Linked DNA regions of Capsicum annuum: region 1 is linked to region 2. The links are chromatin contacts, called in public Hi-C maps. All regions are on one chromosome and are shown on one strand. Each heading gives the region's core, a stretch centred on a gene start, on an enhancer-like site or on the middle of the called end of the contact. The rest is flanking DNA. Distances are from core to core; before and after follow the strand shown. Region 1 has its middle 34 kb from the start of LOC107854379. Region 2 holds the start of LOC107867806 (peroxisomal membrane protein PEX14-like).

Region 1 (6,522 bases), core at 113-2,612, 53 kb after region 2:
AGTTGGGATTCATCAATGGCACATGTAGGAAAGAAATTGTTATAATGCGATTATTTTGTCATGAATTATGAGCTGCGTAGCAATGAAATTGTTGAGTGGAAGTATGTATTCTTCTTATGGAAGCTCTATGTGGAAAGATATAAAAGAGAGATTCGATATGGTGGATGGATCGAGGATATGCCATTGCACTGAGACACTGCAACTACAACTCAAGGTACGAGTAGTATTGCTGAATATTTTACCAAATTAAATTTACTATGGGATGAATTTAATTGCTTGGTCCTATTTCCTGGATGTAATTCTAAGAAATCGAGGGATTTTATGGAATTCATGAAGAGGCAAAAACTGCTGCAATTTTGTATGGGATTCAATGAGTCATATGAACAATTTCAAGGCCAGATCTTGATATTGGTCTTAATTCCATCAATTAATTAGGTGTATTCTATGATGATAGAGAGAGAAAACCAAAGAGTCATGTCTCATTTTGCTGGTCCAACTAAAAATGCAGAGATGACTTCTTTAATGAGTATAGAGATGGAAACTTCAATAGATTCAAGAAGAACTAGCATCCACACTAGAACGCACAATGTGATTTCTATACATTGATAGGACATATCATTGAAAAATGTTTTAGGCTTCATGATTAATCACAGACTACAAGTTCAAAAAGAAATCTAGAAATAATAATACTCAAAACGTGAGAGAAGGAGATGCTAGAAATAAAGAATACAACATAAAGGGAGAAGATGCTAGAGGAAGGCCTGTAGTGTGAAGGAAGAAATTCCTAGACTGCCAAAAGGTATGCACGAAAAAGGAAAATCAATTATTGATGCAACTTACAGAGGAGCACATACACCTCACTATATTTTAGGTTAATATGATAAGATGATAAAGGTGATGAAGGATCCTTATCTGTACAATCGAATGATGCAATTTATGGTAAAGGAATATATGGAAAAAAGTTAAAAAAGCATGGGAAAATTATCAATGATAGAACCTGAGAATATGGGAGGCAATATTCTTGCATCTCATGCGACTAAAACAAAGGACACAGGTATTGCCACTGCATCTTGTGTGAATGATAATAAAGTAGAGTGGATAATAGATACTGAGGTAACAAATTGTATGACATATAATAAAGAAATGTTGAATGAAGAACAAGTTATTATTAATAATAAAAGAGTTCATTCACCTAATGAGAAGGTACTAGTGCGTCTCACATTGACAGTTGTGAAGTCAAATGAGCATACCATAAAAAATGTGTTGTATATACCTAATTTTGGGTATTGTATGCTATCAATATCTAGGATAGCTAGAGAGTTTAGTTGGTCAGTCAATTTCTTTCCTAATTTATGTATATCCCAGGACCTATCAAATGGGAAAGTGTTGGAGATAGTTAGGGAGAAGGATTGACTCTACTTGCTAAAGCATGAAGTAAATAGAAGACAAATTAAATAGACAATAAGAGGCTACTCCTATATTTAAAAACGAACGACCTACTTTCCTTTTTATTCTATTAAAAAAGGAATGGCCCTTTCCTAGTTTGGTAAAACTTTAATTCTAAGTTCCCATGTGATATGTTTAAAACCACAAGATTATAGGGTATTTTAATATATTTGACATACTTTAATTTAAGTTCACAAGATTTCAGAATCTTTTTTATTTTCTTAAACTCCATACAAAGTCAAAATAGGTCATTCTTTTTAAAACTCCATCAAGTATTTCTCAATTAAAATCCCAACCCAAAGCAAACTTCACAAACACATACAAAAAAGAAAATTGTGAATCAAATAACACAGAAGCCATATGATCACAAATAAAAAAGTACTTGTGATAACAGTAGTAGAAGCCTCAACTTTAGAGAAACTCGTAATTACATATAGATGAGCCTTATGACCATCGTATCTCACCAACTTTACTAGCCTGCGCTTTGCCATAACCAACCAGTCCTATGCCACTATTGGATTGATAACCAACTCTAATACCACTGAGCTCAGAGCTCATCCTATGGAAGACCTCTACCATTACCTCCCTCACTATGACCTATTAAAACTACCGCTCTAGAAGTCAGTTGTTGACTTAATTGACCTACGAGAATAAGGTTAAGATAATACCTTCAAATGTGACCCATTTTTCTGCACTCTCAACATCTATAGTCTAGAGCAAGCCACTGAAGATGCATAACTTTCTACCCTAAAGGGCTAATAACTAACCCCTAACGGCCGTCGACATACGCAGGAATACCTGAATGAATTAGTAAAGTAGAGTAACTCTGCAAACCATGGCCCGATAAATAAGAATCACTGAAATAACTCAATTTCCTAACTCTTTTCTCCTCTACTCTTATTCTACCGTGCTGTTTCACCCCTTTCACTTTCTTCACAAACTCCACCACCTTAAGAAAATTCTTCCCAAAATAAGCCACTTGAAGTACATCCATTTGAAGACCCATGTTCAAACCTTCCATAAAATATCTGATATATTCCTCCTCTGTTGTTATCAACTGTAAGGCATACTGAGACAAAGCATGAAATTTGGCCTTATATGACGCCACAAACATATCACCCTACTTAAGTCTCAAGAACTCACCCTTCTTTCTATTATGCAATGTACGAGTGACATACTTCTCAAGAAATATATTCTGAATTAGAGTCTTAGTGGAGATAAGGCAGCCCCACACTCAAAAAAGGATCTCCACCATTGCTAGGCCTCTCTCTGCAACTAAAAGGTAACAAATTCCACTCTATATCACTCCATAATTCCATCTTGTGCAGATGCTCATGCTAGCCAATAAAAAATTCACATGTATCCTTTGAATTAGCACCTTGAAATACTGGTGCTTTCATTTTTAGTAACTTACGAAATAGGTCATGCTCATCACCAGTCATAACGAGACCAAATACCTACTTGGCAAGACTTTAGTCTCAAAATCCTTATCCATTCAAGGTTCTACAGTGCAATATGCTGCACCATCAAAGGCTAAAAGGCCATAACTATCTAAGTAGAACTAGTGCTATCTAAACCCTTTAAAAATTCTAACACTTACAGGATAACTTATCAGGCAAGAGGCACCTGAGTTGCACCACCTTGCAAAGGCGCAATATTTTGTTAAAATTGGAACCTTCTTCTTTTCAACTATCACTTCCTCATTTGGATCTACGTATGAAGTAGCCTTATGTAGAGAAGACAACAATAATCTTTATCTAGCTGGTTTTTCGTCTCCCTAGGCTCCACCCTTGATGGGTGCTGCCATATATGGCTGGTCTTCTGGCTCCCTAGACTCCACCCCTGATGGGTGTTGCCCTTTGTCCTCCTCTTTTCCCTCTCTCTCTCACCCTATCTCTACCCCAAACTGTGGCCTTAATAGTAGATCCAGGTGTTGCTGCTGAGACTGCTGCTGCTCTAATCAAATGAGTGTTCACCATCTATGAAACAAGAATGAAGGATGTCAGATACCAATATAGATCACGAAATATTAATTAGAATCAAGTACTAGCACGTAGGAATGGTAGAAGTGAATGTTTTTCCTAAAGTCCTATATCCCCTCAAAGAAAAATACAACCGTCTCAGTACCACTTTGCAAAACTCTACTAGACCCATTCTTTTTCAATGAGATTGATGAACCTAGTTCTTTGATACCATCTTTTTCATGACCCAATCGATGGTCAGTGGCACCAACCCTAACTCTATAGTGGGAGAATCAATCAATCCAATCTTTGCTAAAAACTTAAACCTTACACTTAAGCATTTACTAAAACCCAACTCAATTTATTAACTTAAAACATGTCCAACCTAATAACAATATTAATATCTCCTAAAATCTAAATAACTAATATCTCTAAACCATTACGTCCCTAGGAACCCAAAAGCCACCATACAAGAACTACTAATCAAAACCAAATCAAAAGCATAATCCATAAATATTAAAACCGAGATAGAATATGTCATTGTCCCGGAATAAAGTACATGAACTAGAAAAAGATCTAATGGTTGCCCGAACATGGAGATCACTATTGAATCAAAGCTTAAATCACAACGAGAGTCAAGGTCTTGTTTCAAATGCTGGAAAGTGCTCCACACTTAACCAAAAGAAGAGAACAGGTAAAATGAGTACACCAGTTATGTATTTGTATTGGTAGACATCACCAACTGACTTAATATAACTGTAACGCTCCGAATTCGGTACCCAGAATGCTACATGGTGCTCATGACCCCGAGGGACCATAAGCTAACCCATGATTGATATCTGTACTTGAACACTGCATAATATACTGAATAATTGCGGAAATAAAGGCTGGAGGGCCATAAGGTTCAAAACTGTAACATAACTGATAAAATTATAACATCTTGATGGGGTATGAAATACCCAAAACAGCTGAAATAACTGTCTGAACATAATAATCTGAAAAGCCTCTAACTGACTGAACTGTCTGAATAAGGAGTTGATGGGACATGTCCCCAACTAACTCCAACTAATAAATCAATTAATGAGATAATAAAGTAATGATTATGTCCTCGAAGGATGAGGACTCACTGCTAACTCTGACTGCGGAGACTGAAATGCTACTGATGCTCTGGAGCTCGTGTCTCTGAACCTATGGTATAAGACACCATAACACAAATGCGTCAGTACTTTGAATGTACTGGTATGCATGTGAGGTAGGCTGAATGCATGGGGTTCATATGCATGAACAATACTGACTAACTGACTAATATGAATGTGAGAATGCATGCATGAATACATAGTAACTATACCTGAGATCGTGATAACATGAATTTACTGATAACTAACATGACTGGTAACTGAGTTCTGATGACTGATATAACTGATAACATGAATGACTATATTTGATAGTCCTGAATCTGATAGACCTAGCTAAGTGTTGTACTATTCTGAGTTGACTGTATCTGACAGTCCTGAATTCTATAGAACTATCTGAGTTCTATTACTGAGACTGAATGACTGTATCTGATAGTCCTGATTTCTGTAGCTGAAATTGTGGAAAGTAGTTATCTAACCGACATGCCCCAAATAATGCATTATAGATGAGTTGGGGTTCAATCTGTAACCCTAATTAAAAGGGTGTCAATACCGCGCCACCGGTAAGGACAAGTTGTGAGTGATCCTCATCTGACAGTGTCCCCTAAAGAGAACGGTAGGGCCCTCATCTGACAGTGCTTATCTACCTCATCAACCCTCATCTGACAGTGTTGATGTCTCAACCTATGCTGGCTACATAGTTTTGGAATGCAAGGATAACTTTTAAGAATCACACCTTCATCTGACAATGTGTGTTCCCATCCTTGGGTTCACTCGGTGCTAATTTCTATTTCCATCTGAATAGGCACTATACATGAATTACTGAACTTAACTGGACTGATTTAACTGAGTTTCGTTGATTGACGAAATATTATTGAGATTTTTGTATTACTGAGCTTTCTGAGATTACTGAAATTTCTGAGTTTTACTGAGTCACATGACTAACTGAATTCTACTGAACATGGCTTGACTGAGGATATCGTGAAAACATGACACTGGCTTTAGGCACACAGCTAAATTATCGAGTACAAGTACCCCCAGGACTCGATGGAAAGAAACTGACCAAGCATGACTTTCTTGAATACATGACCAACATCACAATCCATAATTCATTTATTGAGGCATTTCATCAAATATGTGATATGCATAAACTTGTACATACATGAGGATTACATAATATCATACTAGTTGGGCACTTTTCCTTCACATAGGCATTAAATCAAACACATGGTAACAATAGTATATGTAGACAACATTATACAACAAATAACATCATAATTCAACTCTAATTTCATCATCCAAGGGTTTAATCAGAGGTTCACATGAATCTACACCTATACTAATCAATTCCACATAAAATTGATCACCCAACATGGATTAGAATTCAATTGGTCATTATCAACATGAACAAAAGCAAACCCAATATGAAATTCATAAAGAAATCCATACACTTGAACTTTGGAAAAGATTCTTGGGCTTCATGGACGAAAGGAGTCCATGAATGAACATTATGCATACCTGGTAGTGAGTTTATTGAAATTATTGAACTTGAAGAATTTGAATCTCTTAGTTCTTGAAGAAGGTTTGGATTTTATTTTCTTGAGTATTCTTTTTAGAGAGAAAACCCTAGTTTTTAATGTTGCGGAAGAATAATGAAATTATGAGCCTTGGTCGGATATTACTAGGTATATAAACGGGTGGTAAAAGACCAAAACCACCCTTTAAAAATGGCTTAAAAATTTGCTAAAGCAACTTGCGACGGCTCGTGCAATGGCCCATCGCTGGATTAGCGGTCCGTCATTTCGACCGTCGTAGGTGGACCTGGATAGGGACTTATTGGCTAAGTAGCAATGGCTTGGGCGACGGTCCGTCAACCTGTCCGTCGCACCTTATCCAGAGGGTTGCCGCACTGCCTTGGCTACAATGGTCAAGGCGACGGTTCGTCGCTGGGGCGACGGTCCGTCGCACCTGACCGCCGCACC
Region 2 (6,503 bases), core at 110-2,609:
TTCACCTCTTTTCCAGCCCCCTGTTGTTTCATAAAACTTCCCTTTTAATTTACAAGACCCCTAAAAGCAAAAAATGGCCACAAGCTACGTTGCTCGGACTCTTCAAAATTGTCAATGTGTGCGTGTCGGATTCACGAAACTAGTGTACTTTCGGAGAATCCAACATGGGTGCGGAATCGGAAGTAATTGGAAGTGAAGAGTCCACGCAACTTAAGCCAAAAGGCAAAAATCCTATACCTTAAGTGGGGACTTTCTACTTCAAGAGTGAATAAAAATATAGGCGAGAGAGTTGGTTCAGAAGTGTGTGACAAAAAGCAACTGTGTTACTACCTTCCAGTTTCTCTATGGCATTTGTCATTGATTTCATCTCTCCTACTTGATAGTTTAGCAGGCTTGTCAGCTCCTCAAAATACCTTTTCTCTGTGGAGGAACACAAGTTAAATCACCATAATGATTATTGATGGTAACAAGTTAAGCACTGGAGATAGAAAGAGAATGAAAGATTTTAGTCACTAATGCTAAACATTTTTTCAGTTAATTTTATTTCATCTCCTGTTTTTTAACTTATTATTACAACAATTTTCATTAACCAACCATCGGATTTTGATGCCAACATCTCCTGGCTTGCTCGGGCGACATCAGCAACAGCAGCCTCTTCTGCTAGACTTGATTTTCCCTTCACAATACCTTTTTCATCTTCTTCATCCATTACAACCTTGCGTATCCAAGACTTCAACCGGGGAATAATAAATTTCTGCGAAAGATGTGTCACTTAACAGTTGTTGATAATTATAATGATTAGTCCATGAGATAAATTTCCAGTTAGTGTAAAAAACACCAGAATCCTACTTTAGAGACGAATCTAATAAGATAAACATTGGAGGATTCGGAATAGATCTGATGAAAATCTTCATAACAGGGTTACTTATCAAAAAGAAAGGAGGAAAACAAAAATCAGAACAAGGTTAACTGATGATCTTCAAACTGTTCATCAGTTTTAAGGTACACACTGTTCTGAAATGACCTGAATGTGTGTAGGCTTAGTCGAATTTCTATCTCCAAGCAAAACTTCTCACATATGAGATGCCAAAGTTACATCTATGAGATATTCATCATTAATCAACTACCACCTTTTGTATTCATTAGTCTTTTTACTCCCTTTTTTTTTGAGGTGTGGTTCTGTAAGAAACAACCATTGTATCCACAAAAAAGGGCACCCCGGTGGACTAAACAACCAAAATGTACCAAGCTACTAAAAATTAAACTACCACAAGTAAAAGTTTGAGATGTCTCGCATATGAAATAGAATCCACACCGAAGAAATGGAGAACAAAATTTTGGGTTTTAAAACGTGCACCAATATATGCAATCAAAACGTAAGAAAGTGTACCAAAAGGATTATGAGCTAAGGGAAACATACCTAAAGAAATAATTAGCCATCAGTAACTTTTCCCACTTTGCTTTACAAAAAGTATGTATGATATGTCTCCTTTTCTGGTGGAATTAAAACACAAGAGGTCAAGCTGTCTGCAAACCACATTTAAATGAAAGGTGCACAAATGCTTCTTTCCAATCTCACTGAAGATATTATAAAAGCGATTATGTAATAAGTTTTTTTGACTTGCAACATTGACAAGCAAAAAGAACTCTTGGAAACAATAAAAAACTGCGATTGGCACTATGTTAATTGCAAAGAAAATATAAAAGCTGCAATCTTGTTCAAAGGCAAAAACTTGAGTAGACATAGAGTGTCCCACTTTTGATAAGGATCTTAGCATCAATTCGTACATTGATTCTTAAGTTATAGTCAAACGTAAAACTTGTTTCGTACTTGGAAAATGTTTGGGAAAATAGTAATGAGAGGTAGAACTTGTTTTGACTCTTAATGGTAATTGTGTTTTTGATAAAATGAGTTGAGTAATATTTTTGGTTAATTTTTCTTTTCCGAAGAACTCAGTACTTACCAATGTTTAGCTGTGTTCTATGGATTGTGTAGTAATGATAGTGTCATCTGAAGTTCTCCCCTAGAATTAGAGTTCAGCTTTGCCTTCTCTGTTAGTGCAGTTATGTTCCAGGATCATAGAATTTTCTGTGTTTGACAAAGTAGCTGAACGATTTAAAGGATGTGCTTATGTTTTCCTTGAACTGCAGTGTCTTGTTGATGGAGCAGATGAGTATTTGCAGCTTTTGAATGTTGCAAGCAGCACAATGCAGGCACTTAGTAACATGCCACAGGACATGGTATATTAAAGTTAGATGGCTACGTGGATAATGTTGAATTCGTATTTCCTTATCAACTCTTGGGAAATGTTAACCGACATGTCGTTTCCTTTATTGGAAATTTCTTGTTATGGTTTGCTTTCTAGTCCTCGTTATTTCCTTGCATCATTTATATGCATCACATTAACCTATTGTTCAATTAGATTATTTTTGGCCAGAACAAAAAGTGTTATGGCCTCCCGAGTTGCACGTTGTTCTAACTGAAAGAACTTGCGCAATTCATAACTTCTTCACAAGTGAGGTGAGATACTTGTTTTATTTTGAGTAGTGGGTTGCCCTTTTTTTGGTTGAAGTAGCCATTACTTCGGTTGTTGTCAGTTTAAACAAAATTATATGGCGGCATATTTGCATTAAGGTCGTACATCATTTCATCTTATATGATAGTGTTCTATTGGGCATGAAATTTAAAAAAGAAAGATACTTTGGCACATATCTAAAGTACCTTGGGCATGAAATTTAAAAAAGAAAGATACTTTGGCACATATCTAAAGTACCTTTAGGACTTTGGCAGTCTTAAATTTTTGACATTTTTATGGCTATGAGAGCATGTCGTTTAGGTAAAACTGGAAGTTAAAAGTCTTACATGGAGCAAGTGGAAAATGATTTAAATAACATTAGAATTGAAAATTCACAATGAATAGTGGGAGTCACTCAATTGTCACTCCCACATCCCTCATCGGGTGCGCGGATAAATTTTTATTCGTGTCTCATTCAATCAGCAGTGTCATAGTCAAAGCAGTTGTATTAAGTTATGTTTGTCGACACTGCCAATCCTTGCAGATTTGGATGGGGCTGTTTATTGTCATTTGTCATGCGTGAGCCTAAAGTCTTAGACAAGTTTGTTTGTCTCTTGATTACTTTTAGCATTAATATACATAACATAGTCGATGTCGACATATACATAGCATTCTATGTATATGTTGGAATTTTTGTAATATGTTTAGGGAGTTGGAATTTTTTGTAATATTGAATAAGTTGTGCATTTGTGTAATTTTTAGTTACTTTTATTCAAATCCAGACATCATGCTGCCTTTCCAAAAGTCTTGCACATAATTATTGAGACAACACATCGAAGTAGATATTATTCCTAACTTCAAATTTCAATCCGATTACTAAATATAATCATATGCAAGTTCTAAATACATTTTAAGCCACAATCTTTAAATATCCAGCATTAATTTTATTTATACAGCCTTGTTATTTCAACTCCTCCAAGTGCATAAAACTCAATACATGACTCACATGCTTTGCAGCAAACGATTTATATATTCAACAACTTAATTTCGTAGTAATCCTAATAAATAAACAATGAATAAGCAATTAAAACGGAGAAGGTATAATCATATGTGATTAAGGAACAATTTTAGCTATTATAACGTTTTTATAGTCCTCTTAAGTTTGGCAAACTTGAATGATTAAGTTTCCATTTCCCATTATAAAGAAAACCGTTACTCCGTTGTTTTCTTGTTCAAAACTAGCAGAAGTCAAACATAAATGTGATTTGTCCTTATTATAATTTTTTTTTTTTTAGGTTCAACTTATATATGTTACTCTTCTTATCCAAACTTTTTGGTATTAATAGTCAATTATATTTTAAAAATAATTTAAGTTTTTAAATATTGAGATTTATAATATTTTTTCTGGACAAACTTTTGTGGTATTAATAGTCAATTATATTTTAAAAATAATTTATGTTTTTAATTATTGAGATTTATAATATTTTTTCTTCAATTCTAATTTACGTGTTTTGACAGTCAAACATTTATATTACATCTTTTAAATTTTTTAAATTGTTAATTATTGTGATTTATAATATTTTTACGTTTTTTAAAAATATATAACAAATTCATTTTTGTAGACATTTTAAAGTGTTAACTATTATAATTTATAATAGTTTTCATGTAATGCAATTAATATATGTTACTCTCCTTATCCAAATTTTTATGGTGTTAATAGTCAATTATATATTAGAAATAATTTAAGTTTTTAATTATTGTGATTTATAATATTTTTTCTTCTATTTCAATTTAAGTGACACTGGTATAATTTCGAGAGTCCGTTAAATATTTTATGTCTTTTAAATTTTTAATTGGTTAATTATTGTGATCTATAGCATTTTTTACGTATTCATTTGCTCTCAATTTATGTGAAATAAATAAAATTTAAAAATCAATTATATTTTTACTATATTTTTAGATATTTTAGGTCGTTAGCTATTGTAATTTATAATACTTTTTTCGCACTGTAATATACTATTTTAAGTCGTTAGTTATTGTAATTTATAGTACTCTCTCCTTGTCCAAACTTTTGTGACGTTGATAGTCAATTATATTTTAAAAATAATTTAATTTTTTAATTATTGTGATTTATGATACTTTTTCTTCTATTTATATTTAAGTGACACCGATATAATTTTAAGAGTCAACCAAATATTACAATTGAAGTAATGAAACAGACATGTCTAAAATGACTCATAATCACTAATTACAAGTGATATAACAAAATTTCTATACAAAAATTACTTGTGAAAAAAATTTAAGTGGGTCTCATATATGACGTCAAGTTAATATAAAACATCAAGAGTTAATTTATCATTTTATGTCTATTTTATTTTTCTTATTAAATATTCTAAATTTTTGATACTTAAATGAGTTATAATAATTAATTAGGGTGCTATAGTAAAATAATAGTTTAAGTAGCTAAAATAGACATGTCATAAATATCTAATTTTATTTTTCTTACTAAATATTATTAATTTTCTAATAATTAAATGACTTATAATAATTAATTAGGGTTGATATACTAAAATCACGGGTAGAAGCAGCTGTATCAGACATGTCATAAATGTTTATTTTTCTTATTATATATTATTAATTTTTTAATATGTTAATGACTTATAATAATTAATTAGGGGTGATATAGCAAAATCACGAGTTGAAACAACTGAGTAGATATGTCATGAATGATTATTTATTTTTTATATTAAATATTATTAATTTTTGAACGTATTAATGACTAATAATAATTGATTAGAGATGATATAGCAAAATCACGGATCGAAACAGCTGAATTAGATATGTTATAAATGATTTTTTATTATTAAATAATATGAATTTTTTAATATATAAATAATTTATAATTATTAATTAAGAATGATATAGTAAAATCACGAATTGAAGCAAATGAAGTAGGTGAAGAAGCAGGAAGGACAACGTTATCCTGCCTGCTTTAAGCCACTTATATATAAGAGTAGTATTCAAGATTTTTCCACTCATTTTATGAAGAATATTACATAATCAGACCAGTCACAAAATAATTATATATTAGTTTGTTACTTTATATACTCATTCCTTTTCAATTTGGTTTTCTTAGTTACTACTAGATGAGTAATGCGTGGGTGGCACAAGCCTAATATTATAAAATTTAAAAGATTAATGTTATGTTCTTTTCCTAAATATGTGATCTACTTAACCATAGTTATCTTTATGTTGACATGAGAGTGCAGGAAAAATTGCTTCATTTAGACATCAAATAATACATTCTTCATATCCAACCATTTATAAAAAAAAAAAAAAAATACTTATCAAGTTATACAAAAAATTGATGAAATATTTAAATTTCGAATGTTGTATTGTCATTGTGATAAATTTTTTAGATTCATGAACATACCATCTACATGTATTTTGTTTTTATATATTTGAAAAGGTGGCACTGTCCTTTGTCAAATATATCAGCACTTGTTAAATGGTAAATTGTGAAACAAAAAATCAAATGTTAATAGTGTGTAACTTGAAATTTAATGTAAACCCAATTAGATTTTCAATAATTTCAAAGCAAATAAGTGACTTCCATTATAATTGTAAATTATGTCAAAATTAAGATAGATACATTACACCTATTAGCAGAAGACATAAAAAGTAGAAGATTACATGACTTTTTTTTTAAAAAAGCACTAAGCCTTTATTTCAGTGAGAAAGATGAATCACGAAGATATAGCAAATACATACAAATTTATACCGACTACTCTAATGGGACATTTCTGACACGATACACAAATGAAGATTTTTAGTTGCTCTCATTACAACAAAATTGAATGGTATTTCATGTTAGAGTGCAACTGCAGAGGTCCAGATTCAGTTATGTTCAACTAATATTATCACGTTAGCACACAACTGTAGAGGTTCAAGCTCAATTGTGTTCAACTAATACAATTATATTTTTGC

Evidence for each region. A called contact is a pair of places that touch in the nucleus more often than the background predicts.
Region 1: a Hi-C map of leaf shows a contact between it and region 2, with 1.8 times the contacts expected there. The contact joins the enhancer-like site here to the promoter of LOC107867806 in region 2. A contact is called at or near these places in 2 of 5 Hi-C or Micro-C datasets (leaf and placenta).

The regions. Positions count from the first base shown.
Region 1 is chr4:99,126,944-99,133,465 of UCD10Xv1.1, forward strand. No RefSeq gene overlaps it. Among protein-coding and RNA genes, the nearest start is that of LOC107854379, 34 kb to the left of the region's middle. Within about 2 kb of position 1,363, at least 5 of the 5 cell types and tissues checked have an H3K27ac peak or open chromatin away from gene starts, as enhancers often do. A contact at or near this core is called in leaf, where this site is marked.
Region 2 is chr4:99,073,878-99,080,380 of UCD10Xv1.1, forward strand. It overlaps LOC107867806 (peroxisomal membrane protein PEX14-like), which reads right to left and starts at 1,360. Exons shown (of 6, transcript XM_047411908.1): 1 at 595-1,360; 2 at 331-420. The coding sequence starts at 709. It overlaps LOC107867805 (replication factor C subunit 2), which reads left to right. Exons shown (of 12, transcript XM_016714235.2): 12 at 2,152-2,365. The coding sequence ends at 2,250. It overlaps LOC107869658 (a long non-coding RNA gene), which reads right to left. Exons shown (of 3, transcript XR_007055040.1): 3 at 6,420-6,503.